Linked DNA regions of Mus musculus: all the other regions are linked to region 1. Evidence: chromatin contacts called from public ChIA-PET and HiChIP or PLAC-seq data. All regions are on one chromosome and are shown on one strand. The core of a region is the stretch at or near the end of the contact, and the rest is flanking DNA. Distances in the headings are between cores, read along the strand shown. Region 1 holds the start of Atg14 (autophagy related 14). Region 2 overlaps Mapk1ip1l (mitogen-activated protein kinase 1 interacting protein 1-like). Region 3 holds the start of Lgals3 (lectin, galactose binding, soluble 3). Region 4 overlaps Dlgap5 (DLG associated protein 5).

What was found. ChIA-PET counts read pairs in DNA pulled down with a chosen protein or histone mark. HiChIP or PLAC-seq counts read pairs in DNA pulled down with a chosen protein or histone mark.
Region 2: a contact with region 1 is called in an H3K27ac HiChIP or PLAC-seq map of extraembryonic endoderm stem cells, with 4 times the contacts expected there. The contact joins the enhancer-like site here to the promoter of Atg14 in region 1. A contact is called at or near these places in 1 of 484 Hi-C or Micro-C datasets (nephron progenitors), 5 of 115 datasets of contacts at active chromatin or transcription factors (bone marrow-derived macrophages, embryonic stem cells, extraembryonic endoderm stem cells and 1 more) and 4 of 9 other capture datasets (adipose tissue, embryonic stem cells, liver and 1 more).
Region 3: an H3K4me3 HiChIP or PLAC-seq map of intestinal villus epithelium shows a contact between it and region 1, with 5 read pairs. The contact joins the promoter of Lgals3 here to the promoter of Atg14 in region 1. A contact is called at or near these places in 6 of 39 promoter capture datasets (the HPC-7 cell line, HPC-7-derived erythroid cells, embryonic stem cells and 3 more), 7 of 115 datasets of contacts at active chromatin or transcription factors (the SCID.adh cell line, effector CD8 T cells, embryonic stem cells and 3 more) and 3 of 9 other capture datasets (adipose tissue, liver and pancreatic islet).
Region 4: an RNA polymerase II ChIA-PET map of memory CD8 T cells shows a contact between it and region 1, with 19 read pairs. The contact joins the enhancer-like site here to the promoter of Atg14 in region 1. A contact is called at or near these places in 3 of 39 promoter capture datasets (the HPC-7 cell line, HPC-7-derived erythroid cells and fetal liver), 4 of 484 Hi-C or Micro-C datasets (the G1E-ER4 cell line, embryonic stem cells and stem cell-derived epiblast-like cells), 4 of 115 datasets of contacts at active chromatin or transcription factors (embryonic stem cells, memory CD8 T cells and stem cell-derived neural progenitor cells) and 3 of 9 other capture datasets (adipose tissue, liver and pancreatic islet).

The regions. Positions count from the first base shown.
Region 1 is chr14:47,566,763-47,570,096 of GRCm38.p6, reverse strand. It overlaps Atg14 (autophagy related 14), which reads left to right and starts at 1,663. Exons shown (of 10, transcript NM_172599.4): 1 at 1,663-1,911. The coding sequence starts at 1,691. It also overlaps the pseudogene Gm6616.
Region 2 is chr14:47,316,804-47,320,137 of GRCm38.p6, reverse strand. It overlaps Mapk1ip1l (mitogen-activated protein kinase 1 interacting protein 1-like), which reads right to left. Exons shown (of 4, transcript NM_178684.6): 4 at 1-726. The coding sequence ends at 715. Among named protein-coding and RNA genes, the nearest start is that of Mapk1ip1l, 20 kb to the right of the region's middle. Within about 2 kb of position 1,672, at least 2 of the 459 cell types and tissues checked have an H3K27ac peak or open chromatin away from gene starts, as enhancers often do. A contact at or near this core is called in extraembryonic endoderm stem cells, where this site is marked.
Region 3 is chr14:47,372,366-47,375,699 of GRCm38.p6, reverse strand. It overlaps Lgals3 (lectin, galactose binding, soluble 3), which reads right to left and starts at 1,840. Exons shown (of 6, transcript NM_010705.3): 1 at 1,748-1,840. It also overlaps the pseudogene Gm52166.
Region 4 is chr14:47,393,386-47,396,719 of GRCm38.p6, reverse strand. Dlgap5 (DLG associated protein 5) reads left to right here. Exons shown (of 19, transcript NM_144553.2): 14 at 746-965; 15 at 2,403-2,583. Among named protein-coding and RNA genes, the nearest start is that of Lgals3, 21 kb to the right of the region's middle. Within about 2 kb of position 1,514, at least 74 of the 459 cell types and tissues checked have an H3K27ac peak or open chromatin away from gene starts, as enhancers often do. A contact at or near this core is called in the HPC-7 cell line, adipose tissue, memory CD8 T cells and 1 more, where this site is marked.

The sequences.
Region 1 (3,334 bases), core at 414-2,913:
GACTTCAGTCTCAAGGTGGAGTGTGAGGAAAACATCAGTTGGTACCCAGCAGGCAGCTCTGAGTGCTGGCAGTGTGACTTGGGAGAAAGAGTTCAGACCTTATCAGTGGACACCCTGATGAAGCCATTCTTGAGAATCATTGGTCCAACTGGACCTCCGGCTTTACTTCTGTTCCCTTCTATGGTTTAGAGGCATATCAAAAAAAATTTTTTTTCTGATATAAACCTCCTCTTTCTGAAGAATCTTTTTTTTTTGAAAAAAAAAAAAAAAACCACCCAAATCTTTATTGTATAGAATATATATAAAATCCTCCAAGATGCTACTCTCTCATTTCCCCATCTTCCTCTTCTTCTTCAATGCCTCTGATGTAGAGGACATTATTACACCTTTTTAGAACTTCACCTAGATGTTCAGACAGCTCCCCATCTATGTACTCTTCTGTATTTGCAAGCTGCATGTTCATGTAGCCATCCATGGAGACCAGGTACTCCATGCCCCACTTAAGTTTCACCATCACTGGCTTTCCTGTCAGTCCATTGAGAGAAGTCTTGGGATTGAGGGGTAAACTCATCGCGACCACTGGCGAGCGCTGCACCCCACTAGCTGTCGACCCCGCCGCTGCCCGCCCCTCGTGACGGTGACCGGAGCGGCTGCTGCTACACGCAAGCGACCCGCGCTAAGAGAAAATCCTTTCTGAAGAATCTTAGGAGGAAATCCTAACTATCGAGTTCAAATTCTCTTAGAACATGACCCAGAGGAGAGGGAAGGACAGAAGCCAATAGAACTCAGTTTTCTGGCTGTGCTTACAGCTAGATTTCTGTGATTACACGCTTGAAATCTGTTAGCTCACGAGGCTGCCACAGGAGGACTGGAACTCGAGGGAAATGGAGGCTACGTAGAAGCACTATCCATTAAAAGCTGATTTCAAAAACATTTATCGCCGGGCGTGCGCCCAGCACTTGGGAGGCAGAGGCAGGCAGATTTCTGAGTTCGAGGTCAGCCTGGTCTACAGAGTGAGTTCCAGGACAGCCAGGGCTATCCTGTCTCAAAAAAAAAAAAAAAAAAGAAAAGAAAAGAAAAAAACCCCACATTTATCTTTGATTTACATCTTCAGTTTGTTTGTTTGTTTGTTTGTTTGTTTTTACTGATGTCGGGAGTGTTAGCCTGCTATGGGAGGTTTTTGCTCAACCCTCTCTGGTTATGGAGGTATAGCAAGTATATCCCCAACCAAGACAAAGTCGGGCAGAGGCGTTAAAAGATTTTCTTCAAATTCCACAGCTTTTAAGAAGGAAGGTGAGTCAAACTTCAGTTAGTTTGAGATCCAACTCTCTCCCAACCTTGCTCCTTGCAGTTTTAGCCCAAAACCTAAAAGTAACCTTAATGAATGAAATGAAATCCCTTGTTCTGTTCCCGCACCTTCACTGAGAATGCTTGGGCACTTATTACTGTATTTTGCATAACGTAGAGGCTTCGTTTGGCGCCACTCCAAGGGTTGAACTGCGCAGCCGCCAAGGAGTGTGGGAAGTAGGACAAGAAGATCCCTGGTTCCTAGATTCTCCGCCTCTGAGCTCCAGCCCCAACCTCTGGACCGCCCCCTTTCCCGCCCCGGCCTTCAGGCCCCGCCTCCGAGCCCAGGATGCACCTGGATAAAAACAAAATCCCACGTGACTGGCCCTGAGCTCAGATCATCATGGCGTCTCCCAGTGGGAAGGGATCTTGGACGCCCGAGGCTCCTGGTTTTGGGCCGCGGGCGCTAGCACGGGACCTGGTGGACTCGGTGGACGACGCCGAGGGCCTTTACGTGGCTGTTGAGCGGTGTCCTCTGTGCAACACCACTCGCCGGCGGTTGACTTGCGCCAAGTGCGTCCAGAGCGGTGATTTCGTCTATTTCGACGGCCGCGACCGGGAGAGGTACGGCGGCCGCCACGGCCCTATTGTTTCTGCTTCTCTGATTCCTCTGGCCCAGCCACCAGAGGCTGGAGGCTGGACACCCTAGGCCGGGCCCAGGAGCCCTGCGAGTGTGGAAAAGAGAATGGAGCTGCTTTGCGCTGGCGCTTTGTTGCCAGTGGCAGGGTGGGGGTGGGTGCTAGGTGAACGTAGGTTGCTGTTCCCCACCACCCACCAGAGTTTCTCTAGGGTCCTCTTGGGTACTTGGGGAAAGGAAATACAGTCCTTCTGGAGAAGTCTGTGTAGAGGAGTCTTAGTTCTCCCATTCAGAAGCGTAGTTTTACCTTTTCCCGTCTTCAGACATAAATACATTTTACAGAAGGAATCCGCAGAGAACTAAATTGGTTAGGAGGGCTTGAACCTTGGTTGTCTGTGTCACAGGTGGATACAGCTCTTTGTGAACGAGGACCAGGACTAGGTTACTTCCTTCTGTAATCCCAAAGTTGATTTTGTCACTGGGGATACTGGACTGTGTTTTTGAGTTGCAAGTCCTTAGTTAAAAGAACTGCGTTTAAGGAAATATTTTGTCTTTCTTTTGAATTAAGATATTAGAAAACTGAATGCTTAGCTGAAGAATCTTTTACTCCTAACGTTTGTTTCAACAATAACGAAATAGGTAACTTTTTAGTATGTTTGTTTGAGACAGTGTCTCACTATGTAGCTCTCTCTGGGTGGCCTGGAACTCACTATATAAATAAGACTTGCCTGGAACTCGGAGAGATCCTTCTGCCTCTGCTTCCTGAGCGCTGGGAAAAGTGTGTGTGCTATTATGTCCAGATAAAACAATTTTTTAGTCCTAAATTTGAAGCATTTATTTTTTTACAACAACCCATGCAAGTTATTGCCAGCCGATTACTTGAGGAGACTTGTACGTAGTAAATGCCTTGTTCCAAGGCCCCAAACAGTTAAAACCCAGACATCCTGGATCCATATACGGGTGCATTTAACTGCAAGGCTATGTAACATGTAAATTTTGGGGGTGTTTTAATCCCCATTATTCCTGTGAATGGGGCTCATTTCTTTTTCTTCTGAAAATACTGGTGTAACAGCATCTTTTTAAGTTCATTGCTGTTTTATGGATCCACATGATGATTTTAGTACGTTATAGCTCTAAAAGTTAAACCAGTTTTGTTTTAAGAAAAACAAGTAGGAGATAGGAATGTCTCATTGTTGAGTCTTATGAAATATTTAGCTTCTACATTTTCCTATTTTTAAGATTTATTTATTTTATGTATATGAGTACACTGTTGCTGTCTTCAGACACACCAGAAGAGGGTGCCAGATCTCATTATGGATGGTTGTGAGCCACCATGTGGTTGCTGGGAATTGAACTCAGGACCTTCGGTATAGCAGTCAGTGCTCTTAACTGCTGAGCCATCTCTCCAGC
Region 2 (3,334 bases), core at 423-2,922, 250 kb after region 1:
CCCGTTGGACTCAGCATGGGCAGTCTGACTACCACAGGAAAACTTAAAACTCCAGGTGCATGTAGTGCCAGCATTCCTCTAGAGCTCCGTCAGAGCAAGAATCTGTCCTTAGATCATGAAGCAATCTTGATAGGAGAGAACTGGATATAATGGTTGAATTAAACTTAGCGCGCGCGTACACACACACACACACACACACACACACACACACACACACACACACACACACACACACACACACAGAGTTAAATAGATAAATATAGTAAGAGGGCCAGGTTTGTGTAGGTAGGAGGAGCTCAAAATGTTGAGGAGTCATGTTTCAATTAAGTGATTGTTCTTGGTTCTGTGGGGTGCGGTGGTAGTGGTGGTGGTGTGATTATAAAAAGTACTTGATGTTGTCAATTAAGATGTAGATTCTAACAATAATCCATGTTATTTAGATTTTGAGGGCATAGCTATGCTTTAAACAAATATTATCAAATGTTATTCAATACACATAATCACATTAAGCACACTTGAATGATTCGCTTCTACATTTATCTGATTGTACCCACGTGATGTTCTACATATTCAAACACATGAAGCAGGAACTGAGGTGCAAAGTTCTTTCACAAATGCCCTCAACCAACAGCGAAACCAGCCATTATATATGCTTTCTCGTGCATACACATGTACTTCAAAAAGCATTGCGCCATCTCTTCATCCACTGTCAACTTAATGGTAAGACTGCAACAGAAAAAAAAGGGAAAAAAAAATCAACTTCTATAATTGTGGGTCTCTGTGAATACCAGAAGCAGCAGAGTAACGGTCAGAACAGGGCTCAAAATTAGAATCATGTGAGATTTCTGAGTGCCTGTAAGAAAACTCCAAGAAACCGAGACAGGAGTCTTGTGACCTGTTTCTTCAAAACACAGGGAATTGTTCTTACATTCTGCTTTTGTGCCCCTCCCAGATGTAGCAGATAGTTCACTTCAGATTATTCATTACAACTGGCTATTGTTATTTCTTTATATGCCTCTATGGAAAATGTTTTTTGCTGCCTTCAGCTTGCTCCACCACGTGAGGCTTATAATTGTACATTTACATAAATCTTCTTAAACGCCAGAGTATAAACTATCTGATGCTCCGATTAAATTTGGCGATTGTGTGAGACTTTAAGCCACCTCATTTACATCATTTTCTTTAAAAAGGAGGAGCGCAAGTACTGCAGTCCTAACTATCAGATTGCCTGCAAGAATTCCTGGTGTCCAGAATAAGCATCAGTCGCATGATATACCTCCAGCAGCCCTTCCACGTTCAGGACGAGCTACAGTTGCCTGGATAAAAACAGCATCGGGATCTGACCCCTTGTCTTATCTGTAACATGAATAAAAGGTCCCTCTGAGTGCTATGCTGATTTTCACAGGAAGCCAGAAAGATGCTCCTGAGAACTGAGTTAGAGAGGAGCAAGATCAAGTTCTTAGTCAACAGCTGGCTTTTGATAATCCAATGAAGATCACCAAGGACTAATTACACCTCAGATGGGAAATGCTATTGACTTTCTGAAATTTTGTAGAAATGTGCGAACCTACAGACACAGAGCAAAATTGGCTGCAAAGCTACGGAGTCTTCACCAGTCACTCAGAACAGCTGGAAAATGGGCACACAGAATTCTTTTCCTCCCTGGAATTCTCTCGTTATCAATGGATTGTATTATCTCAAGGCTTGACAAAATCCCCTGCTATGTGTCAATACTGCATAGGAGAGGTTTTAGTTCCGGTGAGGCAGCCTTTCCCTTAGGCTTATATGCATAAACACCGTTAGCACCTCCAACCCGGTTGGCAGGACTCACGATATGCTACATACAAATGGGCATCTTATTGAACCAGAAAAGGTACACAGAACAGATACTATGCAATATTTGGAACACTAGTTAATAGAACTGTTAAGCCACAAGAAACTTATTAGACAAGACAATTTAAAAACAACTTTCAAAGATCATTAGGAGATAGTTATCAGCTATGCACTTCTTTAGGAATAGCTAACTATGCACTAAAACCATTTATGTAAAATTCTACAAGGAGAGATGGCATTGGACAGCGCTCACCTATGGAGAGGCAAAGGAAGAACTGCAGAAATCTGATTCCAGACTACAAAACCATTTGTGCATAGTGTGGAGCCTTCACTGCCTTTAAACTTATTTTCCCCACTGAACTGTTGACTCTGGGTGTTACATAGCACCAGAGGATAAGCCTTTGGAATGGATTCACTGATACCAAAGGCCATAAAATGCTAACCGCGCACCGTACCCTTCTTGCTCAATTAGTAAATCAGGGGAGGACCTGACGTCAACAATTATATGGGTTCAATCCTTGCTGTATTTATTATATTACCCTCAACTAACAATCACCTCTTCAGAAAACCCAGAGAACCCCTACTACACACTAATGCTATTAAGACTTCAAATGATGATAGCTACATTAGTTGATTATCAAATTTAAGAAAGGAGATTGGATAGCTCAATTATTGTTATTACCTTATATACTCATTGGATATTCTGATGCAACTCATCATCAGAATATGATGATATTGGGGTTTTGGAAGTACTAATCAGGCAAATGTCTTTTGGACTATGAATAAAGGGAAACAGCCACAAATAAAAATTTCTATTAATAGTAAATCTTTTATTGGTCTGATAGATACAGGGTCTGATATTACTATAATTACAGAAAAAGACTGGCCTTTAAGTTGGCCTGTACAACAACTACCTTGTGAAATAAAAGGTATTGGTTCTCAGCCTCTAATCTCTATTAAACAAAGTGTTTAGATCATGTCTTCGATTACTTCGATTACTGAAGATGGGCAAACTGCTGTTTTAAAACCTTTCTTATTACAAGTACCTGTTAGTATTTTTGTAAGAGATGTCTTGGAGCAACGGGGTGCTCATTTAACATTTAATACTCTATAGATGTAGTCTATACAAATTCTATGGGAAAAACGTATCCCCTCTGGACTGAACAAAGCAGCAATTGGATGCCGCACAACCTGTGGTTGAGAAGCAACTTCAAAAAGGGCAAATTGAACCATCTACATCTCCATGGAACCCCCCTATTTTTGTGAATAAGAAGTCTGGGAAATGGAGGTTGTTAACAGACTGAAGGGGAGTTAATTCTACTATGTATCCCATGGGAACCCTGTAACCAGGACTCCTCAGCCATCTACATTACCTTCTTCTTGGCCTGTAAATTGTAATTGATTGGCAAGACTGTTTTGTTTTGTTTTTTTTAAATCACTCCTGTTCATTGAAATCAGAGGAAAGGTTTTGCTTTTTCAATACCTTATGTAAATAATAGGG
Region 3 (3,334 bases), core at 591-3,090, 190 kb after region 1:
AAACAAAGCAAAAATGATCAGTGACCAAGAAGGAGACAATTACTAGGTGTGGTTGTACTGGCCTGGAAAATCACAAGTTCTAAACCAGCCCTGTCTGAACAAAAAAACTAGCATTCTTTCAGATGGGCACTGCCTCCCCCCCCCACCACCACCAAAGACTGTTGTTGCAGACAAGCAAGGCTTTTGTTATTAAACTTCAAGTTTTATGGAAACAGTTGGGGGTGGTAGTTTACACTGTTAGCCCCTGCACTTGGGAGACTGAGACAGGATTGAATATTGAAAGCCAGCCTGGGCTACATAGTAAGTTCCAGTCCTGCCTAGGCTGCAGTGGCAGCCTGTCTCCCTGGGATGGTTTGTATATGCTCGGCCAGGGAGTGGCACTAACTGAAGGTGTGGCCCTGTTGGAGTAGGTGTGTCACTGTGGGTGTGGGCTTTAAGACCCTCATCCTAGCTGCCTGGAAGCCAGTCTTCCACTAGCAGCCTTCAGATGAAGATGTAGAACTCTCAGCTCCTCCTGCACCATGCCTGCCTGGACGCTGCTATGCTCTTGCCTTGAGGATTATTGACTGAAGCTCTGAACCTGTGAGCCACCCCCACCACAATTAAATGTTGACCTTTATAAGAGCTGCCTTGGTCATGGTGTCTGTTCACAGCAATAAAACCCTAACTAAGATACTTCCCCTGCCCCCAAAGGTAAATAAATAAAAATACGGAACTATAAACTTGAAGCAAACATCTTGGAATTTCAGAAAGTGATAGTTTTTACACACTGGTTTCTGTTCTTTTCCTCAGAATTAGCCGGGTCACTAAGTCCAAATGTTCTCATTATCCAGAAACCCTACTCCCCGGGGGTCGCTTTATAAATATTCCAATTTCTTCAAATAGGAATCACTTGCTTCCCTGCTAGGGTTAGCCGGAATCCTAAGCCTCAGTCTCAACTCCCCCTCCCCACCCATTCCCGTCCCATCCTCGATTCCCTGCAATAGTGCTTGAGTAACATAATTCAGCATAAATGCAACCTTTGAAAGCCTCTCGCTAAGGGTCTGCACTCTGAGACCAACACGGCCACACCCAAGACTTCCTCCACCCAGATCTAGAGGTTATTGCACAAATAACCACACTGGTCACGAATGAGTCACTTGGCTTACAAAAAAATGTTAGAGGTTACAGTAGTTCTTCATCCCGACACATGCGCACTAGGGCTTGGGCAGCACTGTCCTGTGCGGTCAAGCACGCAGCGGGTGGCTATAGCCCCTACCTCCGCTGAACCTGGTGGAACTCACTGGCACCACACAGCAAGATCTCTAGTGGAAGGCTTCCACGTGCACCAAAGGAGCCTGCTGGAATTCCTCCAGGAGTCAGGAATCCTGGGCGATGTCTTTTGAGTCTCCAAACTCCCACCCCCACCCCCAACGTGCCAGAAGAGGCACCTGATCCCTATGGCCAAGCTAGGGGCCAGCTACAAGGTGGATCTCCGTAGGTTGTGGCTCACTCTAACGCAGGGCTTCGAAGGAGTGCCCAGGGCCCGCTGGCATCCCGCCATCCCAAAGAGACTTAGTATGTAGGTCGTGAATAACTTTCTCCGAGAGTTACCCGCAGGAGAGCCAAGGCGGTAGACCAGCGCCTGGGACCCTGAAGGTCACCTCCGTCCATCTCCCGGGAGCCCAGCCCTTTCTTGGTGCACTGAGCAGCACCGGTCCCCGCGCCCCGCGCCGCTCACCTGGGTAGTGCTCTCTGTGCCGCTCACCTGATTAGTGCTCCACCCGCCGCTCCGCTAGCTGTCAGAGCTGGGCGGTGGCTCGGCCGCTTCTAGTACTCTTTTCCCCGGGCCCGCCCTCCCAGGGCGGGGCAGCATCCCTCGCCCTGCAGGCGCCTGGCTGGACCGCGCCCCACGGACCACGGAGCTTCCCCACAGTGGACTGGGACACGCCCGCCAGCCTGTGCCCCTCACCTGTGCCCCGCAGTGGGCCCTAGCCGACCGCACCCAGACTCTCAGACTCACCCAATTCCCTTGTCTGAAGCTGCCTGTCAGGGTCTCATCCTGCCCCTAATTCCTTCACCTGAAGCCTTCCGCAGAAATGGCAGTGACTTTGAGTGTGAGGGAAGGGAGGAGCAGGTGTCCCTGACAAATCTGAGATGTAAGAGGTGCCCCTGTTTGCATTCACTCCTGCTCTGGATTTTGCTGGGCTGGGTAAACCCAATGTGGTACATAGTAGGTTCTCGGTAGGTATTTGTTGGTTGATTGATTGATGAGTGAATGAATGAATGTGGACGAATGAATTAATGAATGAAGTAGTATGAATGTGTGAATTGATTCCTAGGAAGATGTTTTCTCAAAGATTGGAGGAGAGTTACAGCACGGGCAAGGGGCAGTTAAATCAAGAGGACAGGGTGTAGCTCTGTCTATATGAAAATAGTTACAAGGAACAGCCGCTTTTGCAAGAGGCTGATAACCAGTTTGGAACCATTTATATAGATTAAAAACTTGAGTGATGTGGTTAAGGATATTCAAGATAATTTTTCCCCAGCTTCAGATACATCAGCTAATATCTACCAAACACTTATGCACCCCACTCTATGCCTAGGGCTTTACATACATTTATGGAGTTGGCATTATTTTAATCCTATTAGGTCCAAAGCAGCCCCCCAGAATGCCAGTGCTGGTCCTAAACAGAGGGACTCTGGCTGCACAAACAGAAGCTTATAGGTGGTTTCTGTTGACCAGGGATCTCCCTTAGTCTGCCCCCAATGTCAACTACCTCAGGCAAGGGCACCTGCTTCCCGGTCAATCCCAACAGCCTGTAACAGCTCAAAGCCCCCCATTCTGCTGACTTCTCCCCACACCCGGGGCAGGGGAATGTTTATTGCCTTGGTGGTTTGAGCCCCAATAAACTTATCTTTCTACTCATTCAGTGATGTCGCTGTGCCCTTGCTTACAAATCCCATTTTAGACATGAGAAAATATGGGTATAGAGAGTCAAGCATAATCCCGTAAGGGTGCTTGCTACAAAGCCCGACGCCTAACTTTGATCCCTGTAACTCAAGAGGAAAGAAGAGAACCAACTCTTGAATGTTGTCATTTAAGCCACATACACATGCTCACATGCATATGTGCAAATATAAATGCATTTTAAAATATTAAAACATCGCTTCTCGGCCTTTTGGCTAAGATCAAGTGTAAAATATTAAAACATGTAAATAAAATTTTAGAAATAAATATATGTATTTTTTTAAAAAATCACTGTAGGTAGTAGGTGTGGTGGCTCATGTCTTTAATCTCTTGGGATCTGCATGCTCTTGGGATGCAAAAACAGGCAGATCCCTTCAAGTTTAA
Region 4 (3,334 bases), core at 265-2,764, 170 kb after region 1:
GGGAAGCATGCCCCCCAGTCTGGGTCTGGTATTTTCTGTGTCAATGACTGGCAGGCAACAATATGAAATAGCTGGTGGGCATGGAACAAAATGGCTACAGCTATGCTGGGGGCGCAGGGACAGGCTTAGCAGAATCCTCCTGCCTCAGCTTCCAGGATGCTGGGATTACAGACTTGCTCCTGACATACTGTGGGTATTTCTTAATTGTGTGTTTAGCTCTCAAAGTAATTTATCAGTGTCTCTATCATATAAGAATTGTAATTCTGCCTGTGACCACCAGATGTCTCTCCTTCTACATTGTTTGGTTGTTTGGAGAGAACTTTATGAAACCTCATCCACCAGCCCCCATCCCCACCTCCTCCAACAAGGGCATACCTACTTCAGCAGGGCCACCTCTAATTCTGCCTTAACAGTTCTGACTGGGGACCAGCCATTCCCACGCATGAGCCTATGGGGGTCGTTTTCATCCACACCATCAGACGCCACAAGGTGGTGCTCAGTCGGTGGGATGATGTCCCCTTAATATCAGCTGGTCCTGAGCTGAAACAGGTGTGCATTCAAGCCATGGGGGACAACATAGTGAGACCCTGTCTCAGAATAAAAGTTAAAAGGGCTACGGACTTAACTTCAGTGGAAGAACGATTTCCTGGTATGCACAGGGAGGGCTCTGGGGTCAGTCCTCAGTACCACAGGAACAGGAGAAGGTGGTAATGAACATACCTTTAATTACTATTTCTCCTTGCAGAAAAAAATTGTGCCCGGTAGAACAAGCAAAGCAAAGCAGGATGACGACGGACGAGCGGCAGCTAGGAGTCGCCTTGCAGCCATAAAGAATGCAATGAAAGGCAGGCCACAGCAGGAAGTGCAGGCCCACGCAGCAGCTCCGGAGAACACAAAGGAAGTTGACAAAATAGTGTTTGATGCTGGGTTTTTCAGAATCGAGAGCCCAGTGAAGTCATTCTCAGGTTTGTAGCTTTGCTGAGACTGAAGAGCGGTGTTTGGGCCAACTGGGGGCTGGAGTGAATGGTGGAGAGTGACTTTCCCATGAAAGAGCCCACACGCTGATGGCTAGAAGTGGGTTCTGTGCTGGCAAGCCTGCGTGCACATCAAATATTGAGACGAGTGCGGGCTTGTGCCTGTTCTCCAAGTGATGCCATAGCTGTCTCTGCCATGCAGTGCCAGTCTGTCTGTGAGGTTCCGAGACAAGCTGGGCTAGGGGTACAATGCAGAGGAAGCAGACCTGAGCCATCACACTTCCCTCAGCCATGCCCTTCTGCACGGGGGTTGAGGGAGTCATCTGTGCTGCTGTGTTTGAGATCCTTGGGGGCAAACTCAGCTTGACATATGGTTAGCAAGCACTTGTCCCTCCAGACATAGCCTCCTTTTCTGAAATCCTCTCTTTTTAGACAAGGCTTGGCTAAGTTTCCCAGGCTGTCCTTGGACTCACACAGGCCTGTAGCTTGCTGTCTGAGCCTCTGGAGAGGATGTGGTGTCGGGCTTGTGCCACCAGCCCCCACTGCGCATCCCTGTATTCAACAGTCTCCTGTACGCTACCCACGTGAGGTCATTCTCTTACCTCCTGCTAGGACTGTGGTTCTGGCAGCAGCTGCTCAAGTGCCATGTTGGAGGAAGCCGAGTATCTCAGCAGTTTATCTGTAATGCTTTCTTGTTCCCCTGTTCCCATGACTAGCCTATGTTTCAGCGGTGTTTGGTAACCATCTACAGCAGGATACAGCTGATGTCTCAACTTACCAGGAAAGACTCTCTTTTGACTCGGGGTTTCTCTGTGTGGCCCTTGCTGGTCACTATATAGACCAGGCTGGCGTCAAACTCACAGAGATCTCTTACCTCTTCCTAAGTGCTGAGATAAAGGTGTGCGCCGCCACTCCTCTGAGTCAACGCTCTTGACCCAAGCACTTGTTGCCTGCGTTAGCTAGGGATAGCCCACTTGCTAATTTACATTATACCTTCTAAAACATTCTTCCTGTAGAGGTGCACCTCTTCGTCTTTCTTTCTAAGTTTTAGTTTGATTTTATGTACCTTTACCTACACTTTGTCCACACCACGTGTGTGCCTGATGCCTGTGGAAGTCAGAGGAGAATATCAGATCCCCGGGACCTGGAGTTAGAGCTGTCGTGAAATATCACTAGGTGCTGGGAACCAAACCTGGCTCCTCCGGGAGAACAGCCAGTGTCCTTAACAACTGAGCCTCTCGGCAGCCTTTTGCATCATAGGCATGGCATATGAAAGCTAAGCACGGGCTAACGTGACGATCCTCTTGTCCCACAAAGCCCCTGGTACTGGACAGTAACAGATGTTGACAAGAGCAGGCTCTGTGCCTCCTCTCTGAACAGAGACTGGCCGGAAAGACTTGCTATGGGGCTTGTTCTTCTTATTTCCAGTCCTGTCTTCTGAACGTCGTTCTCAAAGATTTGGAACACCTCTGTCTGCCAGCAAAGTTGTGCCTGAGGGCAGGGCTGCAGGGGACCTTCTGAGACAGAAGATGCCACTGAAGAAGCCGGACCCTCAGAGCAGCAAGAGCGAGCATGTTGATCGGACGTTTTCAGATGGTCTTGAAAGCAGGTATCTCTTTCATGTGTACTGTGAGTTTAGTGGTATTGACGTGAGCTATCGTTCCATATGGTTAAGCTGGTAAAGTATATATATCAGCCGTATGTTTCTAATTAAACTTCACATGTAACCCTGTAACATGTGGGCAAGGCTTCCTCTTTTCTAAGGAAACAGACTTCAGATTTCAGGTTGGAACCAACTCTAGTGTTGGTAATCATAGCCACTCAGGGGCTGAGGTGGAAGGATTATTTCGCCAGCAGTTTGGAGCCAGCTTTAGCAACACTGCCTGTCTTAAAGCACCAGGACTGAAGTTGGTAAGTGGTCCTGATGCAATTGGCAGAAGTGTACCGTGCAGTACAAGGGAGAGAAGCAGTGTGGTATCCTCTGGTGAGAGAAAGTGCCCAGTGTGTGCAGACAACCTAGACATCGCTTTAGGTCATTAGCTAGCCAACCCTTAGAGTAGCCCTGCCAGGGACGGGGAGAGAAACTTAAGTGGTATCTTAATGAAGTTTAGCTTGTAGTTGCTCAAACTGATCCATTCTCTACACAATTGCATCAGCATAACCTAAGCTGTCCTTCCGGTGGCTCATAGATAAGTGTGCAGCTCATCTGAGGGGGAAGAGGAACCTTAAACAAGTAGGAAATTGTAATCTGATGTCTGGAGAAGATGTTGGACTTGTTATTAACCTGAAGTTTGAAAAATGTTAGCCGGGCAATGGTGGCGCACGCCTTTAATCCCAGCACTATAATGTCTTTTTAAACT